Regions from separate parts of the Mus musculus genome. Here region 1 is linked to region 2. Evidence: chromatin contacts called from public promoter capture Hi-C data. All regions are on one chromosome and are shown on one strand. Each heading gives the region's core, a stretch centred on a gene start, on an enhancer-like site or on the middle of the called end of the contact. The rest is flanking DNA. Distances are from core to core; before and after follow the strand shown. Region 1 holds the start of Atrnl1 (attractin like 1). Region 2 holds the start of 6720468P15Rik (RIKEN cDNA 6720468P15 gene).

Region 1 (3,085 bases), core at 408-2,907, 100 kb before region 2:
ATTAATAATGTCAGCCATATTCTTACCTTTGGCTCAAAGCCAGAGATACTTTACCTAGATTCTGCTTTCATCTCCACAACAAATACTAGCCATCTACATAGTATTATTTCACAACCACAATCAGCCGTAAACTTCATGTTAAATATCTAGGACAAGCTTTCTCGGTGACCGCTTTCCTGCAGTTTCTCAGAGAAACCCACTTCTCCGCCTTCCCAACGGCCACCCCACTTCTTTTTATAGAGGCAGAAATCTAATAAGCATCAGCCAATAGGGAGAAGTGTCTCTTCCCCAGAGATGCAGGCTCCTTAGCACCTTGCTTTTCAGCAAAACCAAACTGCTGTCCCCCATACACCTGTCAAAAGTCACACAAAGCCATGACTGTCCTGATAAACCCAACACCTCTAAATGCATATTCTGGAGTGAAGCTGGCTGGACTGGAATCACGACTCAGCATTTTCTGCATAACCTTGATCGAGTTAACTTAAATTGCTGCCTGGATTTCTCTCTGTAGGTTCTGGATAGAAGGCGTAAAATTCCAGTAAGTTATAGACTTATGGGGAAATGGGTGAGAGGACCAACCTAGAAACTTATAACAAGGTACAGATCGTAGTTTGCCCATTGTAAACCCTATTTACCACACTCGACGATTACTAAACCGAGGCGTGCTCTCTGACTAGAGGAACAGCACAGGGAAGGAGCTGGGCCACAACTTTAAACCCTGACGCCTCTGACTTCTCACAATGTTCATGGATTTTTCATGAGTTATTTCCTCCGTTTCTGATGGAAACAGATACTGTCCTAATTGGCGGAGTTTGGCACGAATTGGAGTGAGAACATTCTTTCTGCGCAGAGGATGACAAGCCGCTGAGGACATGCGGAAAGCACCGAGTCAGCCCGGGCTGGGCGCCTGCTGGAGCTCCCCGGGGCACCCGGAGGCTGGAGGGGCGCAGCGTAGGGCCCCCTCCCGGGGACCCCGAGGCCAGAGCGGGGCGGGGAGCTACGCTGGCGGGGCAGGGCTGAGGCTTGGGGTCCCACGGTAGCACTTACTTGAACCTGCCCTGGCAGTGCTGGCACTGGTCCCCAACCCAGCCCGGGTCGCACAGGCAGGTGGAGTTGACACAGCGACCGGAGAAGCAGGAGCCAGTCCTCTCGCAGGGCTTGGACTGGGACACCTGAGCATAGAGCGCCAGGTAGAGGAAGCCATAGCACAGCAGCCAGCTGTTCCCGTCCAGCAGCAGCCAGGAGGAGGCGCCCCCACCGCCCGCCGGCCGAGCCCTCCACAGCACCGGGGAGGCCGGCTGCGGGGCACCCGAGCGGGCCCGGACCCCCGGCTCCATCTTCCTCGGCGTCCCGGCTCGGCGGGGCTGCGCTCGCGGGAGCGCACGGGGATGCCGCTGAGCGGGGATCCCGGCCGCAGAGGACCTCGCCGCCGCCGCTGCTGTTCCTCGGCTCCTCAACGGCGCCGACCCCCGTCCCGCTGACCGGTCCGGAGCGGCGGATCCCAGGCGCGGCGGCCTCCGGTCGGCTGCCTCCAGTCACACTCGGGCATCGCCGCCCGCTCCCCTGACCTTGTCCTCGGCGAGCCGAACCCTGCAGCCACGGTAGCTCCGGGAGCGGAGCGAAGAGCCGGCGGCGCCCCGCGCTCCGGAGGGGACCCGAGGGGGAGGGGACCGGGCGGGAAGGGGGAGGGGACCCGCACGGCCCCGCCTCGCCCGCGCCCCGCGCCGAATGCCGAGGCTCGCCCGGGAGGGCGGGGCCGCGCGGGAGCCCCCGAGATGGGCGCGTCCAACAGGAGCACGCGGGGAGGGGAGGGCGGCTGTCGGTACCCGGCGGTACTCCTGCTAGCCTGAGATACCGCAGCAGCCTGCTTCCCTCCGTCCTCCAGACACAGTTGCTGTGGCCGCGGTCGCAGCCCAAACTGCGGAGAGACGTCCCCGCAGCCTTGTGCGTACGCACTCTCGTGGCCACTCCCCCCCCCTCGGTCCGGGCGCGGTGGTCTCGCCCGGCCCCTGACGGGGACCTGGGACTCCCCCGCGCGCCCACCCGGCCGGCGGGCACCGCTGGGAGTGCGTCCCCAGGTGTGGCCCGCGCCGCGGAGCCCACGGAGGAGAAACCCACTCCGACCTCGGGGCCTCGGCAGGAAGGCAACCTTGTACTCCGCGGGCTGCAAAAGTGAGGCGCCCGCCCCAGCGCTCCCCGAGTCTCCTGCACGTTTCTTCTTCTTCTTCTTTTTTTTTTTTTTCTTAAAAACTCCCAACTACACACAAAGAGCTGAGCATGTGCAGCCAGCAAAGTCTTAAAGGCACCGCGGTCTGACCACGTTATGGGGTGCAGGGACAGGGCGGAGTGGGGTGAGGGGCTGCATGGGGCGCGAAGCTGCTCCCGTGGGGCGACCTCAGCCGCGGCGGCTCTTTATCGCCCAATCGGGGCTCCTCATGCCCAACAAAGAACTGCTCCGAGAGCCACCCCTCCCGACGCTGCCTCGGAACCTCACCAAATCTTCTTTTCTCTTGTCTATGTTTCCTCCTTCGTCTGGGACACTATTCTCTCTTGAAAAATGTTGCGACATCGGGGCTTTTTTTTTTCCTTCAGAAAAGCAGAAGTGATTTCCAGAAAGGGCCCTTTCCCGTTTTCAGCGGCATCTATTTCTTCCTTGAGATGACTTTCCAAGATTTAATTGCATAAGCTGAGATATGTCTTCTACTTTTCTCTATACGGGCCTGTTAGCTGAACCCTTGAGAGGAAGCTGTGCACAAATTGCAGGCAAGCACCCTCGAGAGTTGTTGGAGCTCCACCAAGGAGCAGGCGGTACGAACAAGATTGTGAAACTCACCAGACATTTCTGACAGCTGGAGCAGAAAAGTTTTGGTTGTAACCACAGTCATAATATTATTGTTAAGATTCACTCCGAGTTTATTTTGGGAATAATGTACCCACGTCATCTCTTTTAATCTCCATCATCCCAATTCACAGAGAAAATCCTCTATTAACCCCATTTCGCAGATGAGGGAATAGCATGAGAAAGGCTGAGGTGCGTGTTGGTAGCAGAAACGGATCAAGTCCTCTAACTTGTGTGCGTTTTCAA
Region 2 (2,899 bases), core at 34-2,533:
CGATGACCTGTGCAAAGTCTTTCTCCGCCTCTCCTTGGCTTTTTCTCTTGTGGCTCCTTTGTTCCTCTTTCTTCTCCTCCTCCTCCAGTCCCCGTGGTGTGTGTGTGTGTGTGTGTGTGTGTGTGTGTACATGTGTGCATGTGTAAAATCCAATGCTTGGCTTTTAGTTAAAATATCAAAAATTACTTCTATCATCAGAAATATTAAGGGAGTCAAACTTTGACAGTCGACAGACAAATATGTGTGACTTTGGATCAGAAGAAGTCTGAGAACCTTATCTTTGTAAGAGTGCTTAGGAGTTTAGCCCTGACCATTGCCTAGCTCCCTGATTCTGTTCTGGTGGGCTTGTCTTTTTCCACATAGGAACCCAAATCCCACAGATCTCACCCATTGTCACAAATTCACTTTTCACTTCCCTGTAAGCAACTCTAGTTGTTATCATCATCATCATCACCACCACCACCACCATCATCATCATCGCTAGTCATTTTACCCGGGATAAAGCACACAACAAATAGATTTTGCTCTCAGACGCCCACTATGGGTTTTTCTCCCAGGAGTTTCAGACTTGCCTGGAGACCAGTTTTTCACCAGCTAACCCTCAAACTCACCACTTGCAGTTGCATCCATTGTTTGTGGATTTCCATACCTGCCTCTGCCCAGACCTCACGTACCTCCAGCAGCACAGAGGGGAGAGTCCTGTGAGGAACAAAAGAAGCCTTTTGTGGCTCAGGCTGGATCTGTGGGATCAGGAAGATGACGGTATCCATATCCCAGGTCCTTTACCACGGGAACCAAATGTCAAAACTTAGTGTCAGCTCTCTGAGCAAGAAGGAAACGATGCACAAAGACCATAAAAAGCAAACAACCAGGAACGTGCTGAGGACTAACAGGCTGAACACCTTACTAACTCCCACTGCATGCGATGGAAGGAAGATGCCACGAGCAAGCTTTCACGGGAGCCAAGGCACAGTTGAAGGAGTGGGATGTCACAGGTGAGGGCCGATCCCCTACGGCCAGGCAGCCATTTCCAAGTCCTCTGAATCCTCTTGTCTGTCTTTAGTTTTCAAAAAATTAAAAGATAGAGCGTGCAGAAAAGATGGAGAAAGAACAATGTTTAAATTTCCTCCTCCGCCTAAAACATAGCGCATGCCCCCTTTGGACCGCACCCACCCATGATGGCGTCCACCCTCACATGGTGCCCACCCATGCATGAGAGCACCGTTTAGCCTCTCTCCCTGTATTACACAGCAGTGGTCAGAGAGCAGACCCTGCCCTCCTCTGTCTTGTAGGCTCCTTGCACACACGCCCACATTTCCTTCCATACATTAGGGCTTTGACAGTTGCTGGGCTAAATCAGATTCCTGAAAGACCTCAAAGGGACTTTCCAGAAAAAAGACATGTGAGGCAAGAAACGTAGCCTCGAAGATTTGAGAAGCTGCAGCTGTTTTCAAAGAGCATTGACTCAGGAAGAATTGGTGTTAACTTAAAATGAGAGAGTAGCTACATCCCAGAGCATCGGATGCCATCAGTAACATCAAAGCCTGGTTCAGAAACAGAGCCCTCGCTGTGCCCTAGCTCACACCATAGCTCACAACGTAGGCTCATGCCCCAGCTCACACTCCAGCCCACACACCAGTTCACACCCCAGCTCACACCCCAGCTCATACCCCAGCCCACACACCAGCTCACACACCAGCTCACACCCCAGCTCACACCCCAGCCCACACCCCAGCTCACACCCCAGCTCACACCCCAGCCCACACACCAGCTCACACCCCAACTCACACCCCAGCTTACACCCCAGCTCACACCCCAGCTCATAGCCCAGGCCACACACCAGCCCACACCCCAGCTCATACCCCGCCCATACCCCAGCTCACACTGCAGCTCACACCCCAGCTCACACCCCAGGCCACACACCAGCCCACACCCCAGCTCACACCCCAGCTCACACCCCAGCCCACACCCCAGCTCACACCCCAGCTCATAGCCCAGCTCACACCCCAGCTCATACCCCAGCCCACACACTAGCCCACACCCCAGCTCACACTGCAGCCCACACCCCAGCTCACACTGCAGCCCACACCCCAGCTCACATACCAGCCCACACCCCAGCTCACACCCCAGCCCACACCCCAGCTCACACCCCAGCTCACACCCTAGCTCATAGCCCAGGCCACACACCAGCCCACACCCCAGCTCACACTGCAGCTCACACACCAGCGCACACCCCAGCTCACACTGCAGCTCACACCCCAGCTCACACCCCAGCCCACACCCCAGCTCACACTGCAGCTCACACCCCAGCTCACACCCCAGCCCACACACCAGCTCACACCCCAGCCCACACCCCAGCTCACACCCCAGCTCACACCCCAGCCCACACACCAGCTCACACCCCAGCCCACACCCCAGCTCACACCCCAGCTCACACTGCAGCCCACACCCCAGTCCACGCTCCATCTCATACTGGCAGGCTCCTGGCTTCTGATTCCCTTGCAAGAGCTACCTTCTTTTGATTTGTTACACTACCTACCCAATAACAAAGTTGACCATTAGTGACTTCCTGTCTAGTATTCCTGCTCACACCCTTCGTCCAGTCTCCCTTGCTCTGTCTTGCGTCCTAACATGACTTTAACCTGCTGTGACCCTACATAAGTATTGTGCTGAGCCCAATATTAGAACCCATACTTGTCATTCCTTGGTTCAGTGCTCCATCGATAACGCACTAGAATTCTCAGAGGGATTTGCTATCAGATAAGGTTAACTGGCCTTGGTGATGGTGGTTGTCCTGGGTGGTCTTCATTGTACCTGTTTAGGGTGACGAACGACTTTAATTGTTTTAGTGTTCCCTCTGTGCTCTCACGGGACCCAGGTTTAGAAGACAAGTTAGCAT

What was found. Promoter capture Hi-C pulls out the DNA fragments that hold promoters and counts their contacts.
Region 1: a contact with region 2 is called in a promoter capture Hi-C map of the SN4741 cell line, with 3 times the contacts expected there. The contact joins the promoter of Atrnl1 here to the promoter of 6720468P15Rik in region 2. A contact is called at or near these places in 8 of 39 promoter capture datasets (the C10 cell line, the SN4741 cell line, cancer-associated fibroblasts and 4 more), 1 of 15 datasets of contacts at CTCF or cohesin (pro-B cells), 13 of 484 Hi-C or Micro-C datasets (the AML12 cell line, the C10 cell line, the G1E-ER4 cell line and 9 more), 17 of 115 datasets of contacts at active chromatin or transcription factors (bone marrow-derived macrophages, cardiomyocytes, a colorectal cancer cell line and 12 more) and 4 of 9 other capture datasets (adipose tissue, liver, macrophages and 1 more).

Annotation. Positions count from the first base shown.
Region 1 is chr19:57,609,606-57,612,690 of GRCm38.p6, reverse strand. It overlaps Atrnl1 (attractin like 1), which reads right to left and starts at 1,657. Exons shown (of 29, transcript NM_181415.4): 1 at 1,048-1,657. The coding sequence starts at 1,337.
Region 2 is chr19:57,506,948-57,509,846 of GRCm38.p6, reverse strand. It overlaps 6720468P15Rik (RIKEN cDNA 6720468P15 gene), which reads right to left and starts at 1,283. Exons shown (of 4, transcript NR_040306.1): 1 at 903-1,283; 2 at 612-699.